Regions from separate parts of the Anas platyrhynchos genome. Here region 1 is linked to region 2. Evidence: chromatin contacts called from public Hi-C data. All regions are on one chromosome and are shown on one strand. The core of a region is the stretch at or near the end of the contact, and the rest is flanking DNA. Distances in the headings are between cores, read along the strand shown. Region 1 has its middle 38 kb from the start of TMPRSS2. Region 2 holds the start of RIPK4 (receptor interacting serine/threonine kinase 4).

What was found. A called contact is a pair of places that touch in the nucleus more often than the background predicts.
Region 1: a Hi-C map of skeletal muscle shows a contact between it and region 2, with 5 times the contacts expected there. The contact joins the enhancer-like site here to the promoter of RIPK4 in region 2. A contact is called at or near these places in 2 of 8 Hi-C or Micro-C datasets (liver and skeletal muscle).

Annotation. Positions count from the first base shown.
Region 1 is chr1:126,041,237-126,047,731 of IASCAAS_PekinDuck_T2T, reverse strand. No RefSeq gene overlaps it. Among named protein-coding and RNA genes, the nearest start is that of TMPRSS2, 38 kb to the left of the region's middle. Within about 2 kb of position 1,926, at least 1 of the 8 cell types and tissues checked has an H3K27ac peak or open chromatin away from gene starts, as enhancers often do.
Region 2 is chr1:126,004,141-126,010,161 of IASCAAS_PekinDuck_T2T, reverse strand. It overlaps RIPK4 (receptor interacting serine/threonine kinase 4), which reads right to left and starts at 4,443. Exons shown (of 8, transcript XM_027448389.3): 1 at 4,116-4,443. The coding sequence starts at 4,291. LOC139999637 (a long non-coding RNA gene) reads left to right here and starts at 4,236. Exons shown (of 2, transcript XR_011805141.1): 1 at 4,236-4,376; 2 at 4,968-5,137.

The DNA.
Region 1 (6,495 bases), core at 677-3,176, 40 kb before region 2:
CTGTGTCTTTTATATTACTCACCAAAATGGCTAAGACTTTTTTTTGTGGAACTGTGCACGTACACTTGTTGCCACCTGTATCTAGTCTGTGAAGCAGTCAAACAATGACAAAATCCAAGTGAGTAATGGCATTATTTTCCCCTAAGAGTTTATGTATGCAAGGATTTATATATCCTGTTGTAATGTGACTGAGTTACCATGTGTGGTAACTTCAGAAATAGAAGCAGTGTGAACTTCCTTACCAGCCAAGGAACTGTTCTACACACTTATTCAGTAAAATACCAAGTTACAGAGCAAGTTCACTAAGACCAATGGTGATGCCAAAGCATACTGCCAATGAGACCAGAGGGGTGTCAGTCACCCCACATGCAAGCTGGATAGGAAATTTGGCGTCTGCTCAGACTGAGCAGGATTCTTAAGTTGCAACTGTTGGGTTGGTCGTTTTGGAAGCCTGAATTCCTCCCTGTCTTGGAAAGGAATCCCTCGTGTGTTACAGTCCAGCCTGGAGTGTAATCTCCTGGAGGCCAGGAGATCAAAAAAGGAATGTTTGTGGTGGTTTAAGGGCAAACTGCCTTTCTGCAGCAGCGATCTGCCTTTGGTGGCAGAGAGGTCATGTCCCTGCACTTTGGCTCGCTTGGTCCCAAGTGTCTGCCCCTAACCCTAGGCTCTGAGCTATCCCAGCAGGTCAGTGCTGGCCAGGTCAAGGCAATGGTATGTTGTCTGCATAACAGCCTTGCTGTTGGCTGGCCGTGCAGCACAAGGGTTACAAACAGTTCAGCAGGTAGCAGCATCCTAAATTGCTGCTATTAATTTTGGTGTTGCGTGCTTGACCTATGCCCTTAAAAGCTTTTCTGGAACCGGTCTCATTTGTTAAGCCAGCAACTAGAGCTTGCAATTTCTAAGTTTGTTTTAGTAAACTGATCTTATCTGAAGATCAAAATAGATTTTAAGGGTGCCAAATGCTGTACTCTGCTTGCACTTGTCAGAGCTGATGAAGGTTTCAGGTCGAACATCGTGTTGGGCTCAGCCGTTCCTCATGTTCCCATCAGCTTTGCGAGGCTGTGAGAGGCAGGCAAACCCTCCCGTCCTCCGTCACGATCTGACTTCTTGTTTGGTTGTCTGGAGTACACGCTGCACTCTGATCTCTGGTTCGATCTGTTGTTATCACAAAAGGTTATGTTTCAGAAAGCCAATATTTAGTTTGGCACTCATGGCATTTTTCTTTTCTGTATCTTGCTGTTAAATCCCTGACTGAGAGCGTGTTGCTGGATAATGACACACAGATGTCCTCCTTTGGATTTAGGTAATGAAATTGCAGGTGCTGCTAGAGGAATCCTTCCTTCTCTCTATCCAAAGTAGCAACAGGCATCTTGTAAACCTTGTCATGTACTTATATTCTTTCAGCCTCAAACAGAATGAGTTCTGCAGTAACATTTGCTGGCAGACATCTGCGGGGCTGCGAGTTTTATTTTTCACCTTTATTGCTGGTGGCTCAGAGATGCTGAAACACCTTACAACATGTGAGGAGCATTGCACAGCAGCTCCAGTGTGAGCTCAGAGGGGCCGGAGGGATGTGGCCAGGAAACCAGGCTCGGGCAGCTGTCACGGCCAGGTGAGCCTCAGGCCACACAGATGCTTGGAGGGGAGGGGACTTGGGAGCCTTGGAGAAGACCTGGATGGGAGACACTGTGTCCAGCCTGTGTCCGGTTTGTCCACAAGGATGGTGGAAATGGTCCTGCACCATACTGTCACCCAAAAAAGAGTTGAACTTTCCCTTCCACCATCCCTGCAGCACGGCCAAAGCCCACAGCCAGCTGTGAGCATGGCGTTTGGTAGCTCCGTGAGCCTGCATTGTGTGCTTGGAGCCACGCTGTAGTGTGGAGCAAGGCCCCCCAGGCATTTCCTACATGCATCACAGATGCAATTAAATACAGGGGGGTGTAGGACAAAATAGGCTTGTCTGTTGCTGTTTTGTCAAAATGCAACCAGGACAAATGCAAACTAATTAGAAATCTAGACAACTCCCATGTAAAACGCAGCGGTGTGTCATGCGTGTGCCAACACACAGAGCCATTAGTCAGTTGTTGTTCAGGCAAAATTCCCACTGACTAAGGTCAGAGTAATCACCTCAGGATCTGGCCCTCCTGCCTTCCCCTCCAGCTGCCGTAATGCTCTCTGTGTGATGAGCACAAGGTCCTTTCTGATCTCCGCCAGGTGCGTGTCCCGGACCCAGCGCCGTGCTGAGTCAAGGCCAGGCTTGGCACGGCACCTGGATGTTGCCCATCCTCTCCAGGAGGAGACAAAACCTCCTGGGCTGCCCCATGCTGTCCCCCCACGGATCCCTCCATCGCTGCACCACGTTGCCAAAATTGCCACAGCTGTCTCCCTGCAGGGAGGGATTGCGTACGTAACTCAAATACCAGGGGCTGTCACTATCCTCCCAGTGCTCCCCACTCACCCGCCCCGTACCGTGTACCTCCCGCCCGGGTCTTGCATGCTTGCCCCACACCAGCTCCCCTCTGCCCTCCTTCCTCTCCGCGCTCCACCCAGCTTTATCTTACAGACAGAAGGCGAGATATGACACAAAGCTGTGTTCAGACCTTACTTCACTCAGCTGGCGATCTCTCTCCAATTAACTTATATGGAAGCTAGCACAGCAAGAAGGAGGGGAAGTTTTAGGAGGGCTTGAGAGAAAATGACATGCTGTGTGGCAATAGCAGAGGGAAAAGAAAAAGAAAATATTTACAGCAAAAGCGGGTTGCAAGATGGATTTGGAAGCTAGCTGGCAGGAATTTAATGATAAAAACATAAAGTGTGCAAATCTGGGCCTTGATTCTTCTGCATTACGATGCTGTGAACCCAAGCGGGTGCAAGGCAGGCATAAATCCTTTTCTGGCTCCTCTTCAGTGAAGAGATTACCTCTGGAAAAGAGTGGGGTGTGTATGGGAATGGTAATATCTTGTCCACAAGGGCTCATTCACAGGCAGGACAGAGCCCACTGACTTCACTTTCATAAGCTCAGTGCAAGGTTTTCTCTTTGCCTGCCCCTGGCTTGATGGAGATGTACTTTTTGACATGGCACAACAGCAATGCTTTGATGGGAAACATCTCCATTTATGCTTATGTGGGTTTTATGTATGGCTGCTGGGAAGGAAAAGGTCTGTCCTTTAGAAGAGCGTTATTAAGGGAAACCAGTTATTAACGAGTATATATGGAAAGGGTGGAGTTCACCATTACCCCACCCATTTCAGCATCTCATATCTGTCTCAGGAGTGCATCATGGTGATATCAGCCTTTATTAATATAAAACTCAGTATTACGCATCCAAGGTTACGCCACAGGTAGCTAATTCAGTGGGTCTCTGACACGGCAGCCTATCTGATTAAAGTGGAAGTGGATGAGGTAGTGGAGCGATCAATGGCAGCAAATTAAGCTGTAGGTGTCAAGGACCTTTTGGTGTTATGGTGTAAACTTTATGAGATGTTCAAGGATTGAAACCTGTGAGACTCTGTGATCTGATTAGCTGAGGTTTATCCTGGGATTTGTCGGGACGTAGCAATTTAAGGATGCAGAGATGAAAACGCCCAGTGGCCAATTCCCCCTGTGGGAAAGTGAGAAATTAATTGGTTTTGATTCATGCCACAAGGTTTTTCTCTGTGTTTTTTGAAAGGATTCTGTCCAGTCTAATAAGCCATTGTGGAAAGATACATTAAATTAATCCCTTTTCCAAGCAAGAATGGGTTACAGACTCTTTCCCCTCTCTTTGAAGAACAGTATCTTTATCTGGTTCCTGACTTTATTACAGGCCTTACCACAGAACTTAATCAGGTGAAACACATTTTTAGTGGTGGAGCTGCTGAAGAATTAGTACTTTTGTTCTGAAGTCCAATGTTGCCACTTAAATCCTGAGTGAGCACAAGAAGTCCACATTTCTTACAAAACAAAACTCAGTTTTTCTTCATGAAAATTATCCAAAGACTTCCATTTTGATAGTATTGACATCTTATGCTCTACAGTTATGTAAGTTCAAATATTCTAGTAGTGAGAATGTAATAAAAAAAAAATCACTGTGTCAGTACAAAATATTTTCTCACTCCATGTTGTCCACGTGAAAACTTGTCTGATCACTTTTTCTCTTGAAAACATATAAAATATTTTCTTCAAAACATCTTGGTTCTATTAGAATTGTATACATATGTTTCTCAAAATAAAAAACTCTTCCCTTGTGTATTTTGATCGGTTTTGTTTAATTCATGGGTGCCTGATATTTCAGATCCTGAAAGGCTCAGAGTGACTTTGGGTGAACTTCAAGGGACTCAGCACTCTTGAGTCCCACAATATTTACCCAGCAACGAGAAAAGCAAGCGTAATTACCTCGACCTTTATCATTTTCTCGTAGCTGTCTCGCTGATAACCGGTCGTGCTGAGGACTGGTCACGCACACTCGATGACATATCTGTGTGTCCATGCACGCTGGGCTGCCCACTATCACCACTCCCACACCGCATCGCAGCAAGAGGGGGACTCGGCTGCTGGTGTTGAGGCAGTTTGTGCTGCTGCTGTTATTATGCATTTCTGAAGCAGTTCCAACATGGATCAGGACTCCTCTTCCTCCCTAATTCTCCTCCGCTCTGTCGGTGAGCTCATGGCATGCTCTTTGCTTGGGGCTGCACTTGATGGGAGGAAGGGGTTTGTCACCACTGGCCACTGGGTACAGCACATCCCTCTCCTGTGCATCTGTAGGGAAAAGTGGATAATGTGCAGGGTGTGTTCAACCAACATGTGAACAAACAACAGAAATCAAGGTGTCTTTTAAGGCAAAAGATGAGATAAAAAAAAAAAAAAAAAAAAAGCGTAATCCTAAATAACAGGGAGAAAGTGATATAAGGGATAGAAATAATTCGGTGCGACTTAAGGAGTGAAAAATGCTCCAGATGTAGGCTCTTTCCCATGTGTCAATATTTAACTAGGTGAAATTTTATGAAGGGGTTATCTTGGGATCAATACTTGCCATTCGAATAGTGCCTTTGACCTATTTACATGTCGAGCGTATTACTCAGTGTCTAAATAAAAATTCTGATGATAAGTAAATGATGCTGTTCCCAGGTGAACTGTACAGGAAACGTGCAAGTTATTAGCTAACTCATTTTTCAGCTCAGAAGGCATTTGAGTGAAAGCTGAGCATGAGCTTCCTACTGTACACATCAAGTATTGGTTTTCTCCCTTAAGGAATGTATTTTCCAGTCTTCCCACCTCTCCTACTTCTCTTTCTGTCAGCATTGCACCTCCTACTGTGCTTCCATGTGCCACGTCTCCTGTGGCCAGGAAACTCACCATTCTCCTCCAGATCATCACTAAGAAGGCAGAATGAAAGTATGGAGGAGAGTGGGAAGAGCTGGGCTTTACATATTTTTTTGCAGTGGGTTTAGGGGCAGTTGTTTTATGGACTAAACTTTTTTTTTTTTTTCAGAATTATTATTCATGTCAACACGGGTTTCACTAAAATGAAATGGTCATTCCTGTTTTTGTTTTTAATTGGTGTTTTTAATCTATCTGCCTTTGTGTGTTGGCAAAGAGAAGCATTTCCACATTGATGCTTCCTCCCGCTTTTCAACTCTTTTCCTTTTGTTTACAACATCTGATCATCCAGTTTGCTTACCTGAGGTTTTTCAAGACAGAAAGATTTAGCATGTGTATCAAAACATGCTAGTCAAATGACTAAAAATAAGGACGGGCTATAAAAATGGGCTGCATACCCACTATGGCCCTGATCCCCCATGCCCAGCACCTCCCACCCCACAGCACCAGGTTTCTTCAGTTTGCAGAGCTCAGCCTCCCCGTGGCACCCAGCGACCACAAACCAAGCGACAACCTGCGTGGAGTTGGTAAAGTTGTCAGCATCTCAGGGTGGAGGTTTCCCTCCGCTGCGTTAGAGTCAGCTTTCAGATCAGCAGTGTGGTTGCTCTGGTTGTGGTAGAGGGAGAAGCTCCCCAGGTTGGGAGGGGAACGGCAGGAGAGGAGGGGACACCACGCTGGTGTGAGTGCAGGCAACACATTGCAAAATGATGGTTGTGTCATCCTGCCAGAGGGGATGTGACCGGGAGAAGATGATAAAATATGAAGGAATAAATTAACTCGCAGGAGCCCGCATGCCCTGGCAGGGCAGCAGCCTGTGGATGTAGCAGGGAGAAGCTGTGGGTGCCAGCCTTCAGCCCCGCTCTGCAGGGGCAGATTGGGTAAAACACAGATTTATAAACCCAGGATTTCACTTCTGACTTCTCCTAGAGGAGAAACTTCAGAGCCAATACAGCTCTTTTCTTCCCATTTTGACACCCTAGAAAGGTAAATAACCAGACGAGGTTTAAGGTGTCCAACATCTCTCTTGATGTAATGGGGTAAAATAACAACTTGCAAACCCTGCCTGGGTGCGAGGAGGATTTCTGGTACCGTGCCAGGGGGAACAAGCTCCTGCCAGTACCTGAGCTGCATCTGCTG
Region 2 (6,021 bases), core at 3,194-5,693:
AGCTGCAGACTTCAGCAGCACAAATCCCCCTAGCGCACGGCCTGCCTCTCCGCTTTGATGTGTCCGCGGCTAGGAAGAAGCCCCAGCCGTGTAATGCCCAGGTTCGCCACTGCCATACCTCCCCGGGCTCAAGCCATCAGCTTTCTGTGAGTCAGGAGGCTGCCTCCACCAGGAGTGAACACAGCCAGCACTGCTTCAGCTGCCCTGCTGACACAGGCTGACAGCGCACGGAGCCAGGGCTGGCAGCCAGAGCCCCTCAGACTCATCCTTTAGGAGGGGAAGCTCCCTGCTGCGACCAGGGGGATGAGGCACAAGCCTCCCTTCCACCCAAATCCAGCCGTGGCACTGCAGCACTACCTGTCCGAGGCTGATCCTCGTTATTCAGGAGGTAGTGAGCACCCATGGGCTGCAGAGATCTGACATGCCCAACTTTTCTCCTCCTTAGCGGTGGGTCTGACCTAGCAAGAAGCAGCAGACCTTTTTCCGAGGTAAGATCAGGCTAAGAAACAACTTAAGAGGTAAGGACAAGATATTGGGAAGAAAAAAAAAAAAAAGATAAGTGAAATCGTTTCTCTCCATTAACCATGTTGGCTCCTGCTGCTCCCTACAGCAACTTGCTTGTGAAATAATTGCCTTTGTAGACAAGTACCCAGTTTGCTCTCTGGCATGCTGGAAGGGAGCGCCTGTGAATAACACAACCAACTCCTTGCCCCCAAGCCACATGCATAGCCAGCATAATTCACCAGGCTTCAGCGAGCTGAGTGCTGGAGTCACGATGTAAAACACCCGTCTGAGCCCTCCGAGGCAGAGCAGGAGCCCAGCAACAGCTCAAACCTAACAGGAGCCGCAGGGCTCACGGGGACCAGGGGTTCCCTGGCTAAGGACAGGCTCAGAAAGAGTCACCAAGGTCAGGGAGAGAGAGAGCAGCTGCTCGAAATTGCCTATTTTCCCCAGCAAAGAGAGGATTTCCACTTCCAGCAAAGTGGAAATCAGACCAGGCTGAGATGAAAGGTCCCTACCTCCCCTCTCCGCCCCGCGCAGGGCGCTGCTGGCGCTGTCACTGTGCCCATCGCCTCAACATCCAAGCCCTAATGCTACAGCAAAGGACGCTGTGGTATCGCTGAAGTCCAGTTTGAGCAGATCAAAGTCTGTTTTTTTTACGCTGCTCAGTTACTCATAGTGCTTAGAAATTATTCCAATAATCACCAAGAAAACTCCCTCCACAGGAAAAAAGATGCTTGCGAGGTTTCTAAGTCAAGAGGCATGGGCCTAGCCTCTGTTACAGCTTCTTATTTGGCACCTATGTGGTTAAAGAGTCAGAATTATCTTCTCTAAACACTTCGTCTCCCTTCCCCCTCCACATATTCTAAGATTACAGTGATTTCTTAAAAAAGTTTGCATCCAGGACTGCTCAGCTCCCCTAAATCTAAGGGTACATATGCTTTCAAAGCATTAGGGGACAGGGGCACGCACTGGAAGAGATCTAGCCCTGGGTTCAGGGGCAGATACCATCTTCCAGAGAAGATGCTGACAGATCAGCCATTTTCCAAGCAATTAGAAATATCAGCTAAATCAGCACGTGGGACCTCGGGCACCCCCGAGGCAGCCCCTGCTCCTGCTGAGGGTCAGGCCGAGCTGCTGCCGCGCTGTGTGGGTTCTCCCGAAGATGCAGCGGGGCCCGACGCTTGTAGCACAAACCCTGCTGCTGCAAGACCTGCGAGAATTACAGCTGTACTCACATTTGCATGCACCCAGTCTTTGTGCCCTACAGATAGTGTTCTGTGCACAAAAATACAACTTTAAGCTCAGCGGGCAGCCCTCGCCAGGCTCCTTCGTCAGCCACCTGAATAAACGCAGCATCTGCTAACAGCAAGAAATCCCTAAAACCAGCTCAGTTTCTAAGTCCCACTCCACTTCTAAATCCAGGTCCTGCAGAGGGCTTTGCTCATTTTGTGCCAGCCAAGGAGGCGTACCTTGCCACCTCCACACCTGGTAGCCACCCTCACCACCCTGCACACCTAGCCAAGAGCCCTCTCTGGGAACCGCTACGTTGTTCGGGCTCGTTAGGGCCTGAGTGATTAGGTTCAGCTACAAGAAATTCACCTCCAGGTTGTTCTTGCACAGCTTGCCCCCTTTTTCTCCAGCTAGACTTCTGCTCTGGCCAACGGAGGTAAGGAAAAAAAAGACTTTGCTTTCTCCACTGCAGGTCCTGGGCGTACCCTCCTCCACCTTTCTGGACCACACACTCTTTTCTTCAGGTTTACAGTGAGGGCATCTGGAGCTACACAATGTCAGGGGACAGAAAGCGGGAACGAATAAGGGTTTAGAAATGGAATTTGGCTAGACAGCCTGAGAGGGCTTGGGTTTAAAGGGAAAAATATCTCTGAAGAATAAATTCTTCTTCTGCTTGAGGCCACTTCACTCTCCAGTGAGATACTTGCCAAGGGAATTACTCCAAATCTACTGCAGAAACAGTAGGAGAGACTACAGAGCACTACCACCACCAAACCATTACAAACAGGGTATTAATGTGGTACCAAATAAAGAAAGAAAGCTTCTGTGCTATGCAGTTACTGTTTCTGATATCACTTGTAATTTTAACTCTGCGTCTCCAGACAGTTCCAAGAAATGGCTTGTCAAGTGAACCTCCTGGATTAACAGTTTAATTATACAGGCTTGTTTCAACCAGCTCGAACAGCCTGTGAACTACAGGGGCGGTGTTTTATTTTGTCTGTGCCTGCCCCCCCCTCCACCCCCCCCCCCCACCCCGAATTCACAATCTCAGCTCAGTTTTATTCTGCAGAAACAGCTTTTTCAAAGGCCAGGGACCCCTCCAACTTCTAATTAACACTCCCCTTAAGTGCATGAAATATATTCTGTAGTAAAACAAATGAACCCATCTTTCAGTAACTGGATTGCCAAAATGAGCTGGGTGCTGCAGGAGTCCCCCGCCCTCAAAGGTCCCAGATTCCCACAGAATTTTTGTTCACCATACATCACGTCCATACAATCTCTCTCACATCTGCAAACCTCACAACCACTGACAGACGGGTGGATCTCTATTGCACACCGAATACCGGTACAGAGATTTGGTAGCATCTCTCAAAATTAATCCTTCACATTACAATAGGCGGCGACATCCTTTCTGCTACACTCTAAAAATTAACTTTTGAATACGTTTCTAAACATATTCCACAAATAATACTGCAGCACGGGAAACCTTCTGCGACTCAACCACCTCACACCCCACGGAGCGAGCTGCAGAATCAGCTCGTGGGCTGGCGGAGATCCCAGAGATCGAGGTGGAGCTGGAAAAGCTCCATCGGCAAGACTTGGCCACGCTCCCCACCTCCTGCACAGATGCTGACCTGCCGGGAAGTCGCCGCTGTCCCTTAGACCAGCGGGACGCTTCCGAAGTGCATCCCAAAACCCTCTGGCCCCCTTCATTTGGGATCGTGCCGTGCCCTCCATCGGGGGCGGCCGAGCTGCAGCACGTTCCCACCACACAGTGCCTTGCCCTGGCAAGGGGCAAGGAGCCTCCAGACCCCATTCTGTGTTTCCACTCCTTTCACAAGGACCGAAGCACCGGACCGCGGCAGGGCAAAACGCCTTGCGAGCAGCCCCAAGCGAACAGGCGGGCGCACGCTGCAGCTCTCGCCAAGCCGAGCTGCTTCGAGCGGCCAAGCGTCGCTCTTCCCAGCCCCACCACATCTCGTGGTGGCCTGGGCTTCGCCTGAGTGCGATAAATGCCACGTTTGCTTGGGGAATGACGAATTTCCAGGCTGCCTTTGCCGTGTCTGGCCACACGCGTGGCTGCCATGGGCTGCGTGCATGGGGCCAGGCTTGCTTCATTTACTCGCTCCCAAGGCTCTGGGCTATGTTGCCTGCTTCGCCACCCCAAAAATAAGGGTACACCAGCAGGGCAGACAGCATGACAACCCAGTTTGGCCTCGGAAGCGTCTGAACTGCTGTTACGCATTTGCTGCGTAGGTGAACCAAAAAAAATAATAAGAAAGCAAAATCCCCGAGGTTTTGGGGGTCTCCTCCCAAAGCGGGCACAGCCGAGCCCTTCCACCCCTCCCCGCCCCGGTCCCGGTCCCGGTCCCGGTCCTTACTTCTCGTCCACATGGAGGCTGGGCGAGCACTTGATGGCGAGCCATGTCTTCCAGTGCAGGTGGCGCACCTTGTACACCTGCCCGAAGCCCCCCGAGCCGATCTTCTCCCAGCTGCCGAACTCGCTCTCCTCGAAGGCTCTCAGCAGCCCCACGGCCCAGGGGGAGCCGCTCTCCATGGCTGAGACCGACCCTACCCTGCCCTGCCCGGCTCAGCACGGCTCGGCTCGGCTCGGCTCCGCCGCCCTCCCAGCGCCGGCCCAGGTGAGTCAGGTGCGGCCGAGCATGGGGGAGGCGGCGCCGTCATTTCCTGGGCCGGGCCCGGCCATGGCGCTGGCCCCGCCGCCTCCTCCTCCTCCCTGGGCGACGGGGAGGAGAAGCTCGGGCCCCGGGGGGTGGCCGCCCCCTGCTGCCTCCCCGGCTCCTGCACCCCGGGGTCGGGGCTCTGCCGTGAGGGGAGCCCCGGAGGGCGTCCTCGGCGCCTCTTAGGCTCTGGGAATTGTGCTGCTGTGCACTCACAGTGTCACAGGATTGTCTAGGTTGGAAGAGACCTCCAAGATCACCCAGTCCGGCCTCTGACCTAACACTAAGCAGCCCTCCACTAAACCGTATCACTCAGCTCTACATCTAAACATCTTGTAAGACCTCTAGGGATGGTGACTCAACCCCCTCCCTGGGCAGCCCGTTCCAATGCCTCACAGCCCTCTCACTAAAGAAGTTCTTCCTAACATCCAACCTAAACCTCTCCTGGCACACTCGTGTGTCTGTGCTTTATAGTTGCCTTGGCATGAGGGATTTTGATTAGCCCAGCTGCAGACTTCAATCCCTGAAGTGTTTTTTGGGGTCTAATTGCAGGACCGATGGATGAGGTGAAATCAGTTGCTGAGACACTGCAGCTGAAAAGGAACCTGCAACCTTTGGTACATCCCGTAATCCTAGGGAGGCTTCTCCTATCTGCATCGTGACCTTCACGCCTATCACATGGCTAAAGGTTAATAAAGCTCCTGTTTGTTTGTTGTAACGAATATCAGACCCGAGTTTGTTGTTCTAGGCAGTTAGTGTACAATTTACTCTGGCGGGTTAGGCAACAGACAGAGGACAATGTGTTTTAAAGCTGGGGTAATATAAGTAAGTCACTTTGTTGTCTTTGCAAAGGTCCATTTTAAAAGAATCTACAGAAACGTTTAATTACTCCCAAGACATGGGACATCAAGTCTGTTCTCAGGGCTTTATTCCACATGGACTCCTTCCTGCTTAATTTACTCTGGATTAAACGAAACAATTGCTTACTCTGAATGAGACCGTATATACATAAATACATTAGGAACAAGAAATAACTGTGAGCAGAGACAAACCCTTAGGCCACCTGCGTGACCCAACAGTACACCTCTGTCTGACCTCCTCCTCCTGGCTATCCTGACTTGTTCCTTGTTTTGATTTGGGTTCAGCAGGATCCATGTGGAGGGACTTCTGTGCTCTCAAGGAGCTCTGTTTAAATTGAAGAAATTTGCTGAAGCAGGGCCTTGGACACTGTGCCTTCTGGAGGTGTCCATGACTGACTTGCCAATAGCACACCAAGTGTTTTATTCCACTAATGATACATTACCATTCAAGCGCCTCTTTCATTAGACAGATGGCAAAAACTGTAAAACAAAATGAACTATGCAAAACTCAGGTTGCAGTTGAGTTTAAGCAAGAAATGGATTGTGTACCTTTCACCTGCACTGTGACTGGAGAGCTAATTCAGCACACACCAGCAGCAACGGAGAGCTCATGACAGAACATCAAAAGAGCTGGTCTGAGAGAATTTAGATTACTCAAGTGCTTTCAGAAAAGCTAAGCCTAAATAAAAATCACACTTAAGGTGCCTAGAGAACAGCTACTCAGCCTCAGAGGTTTTAGTTGGGGA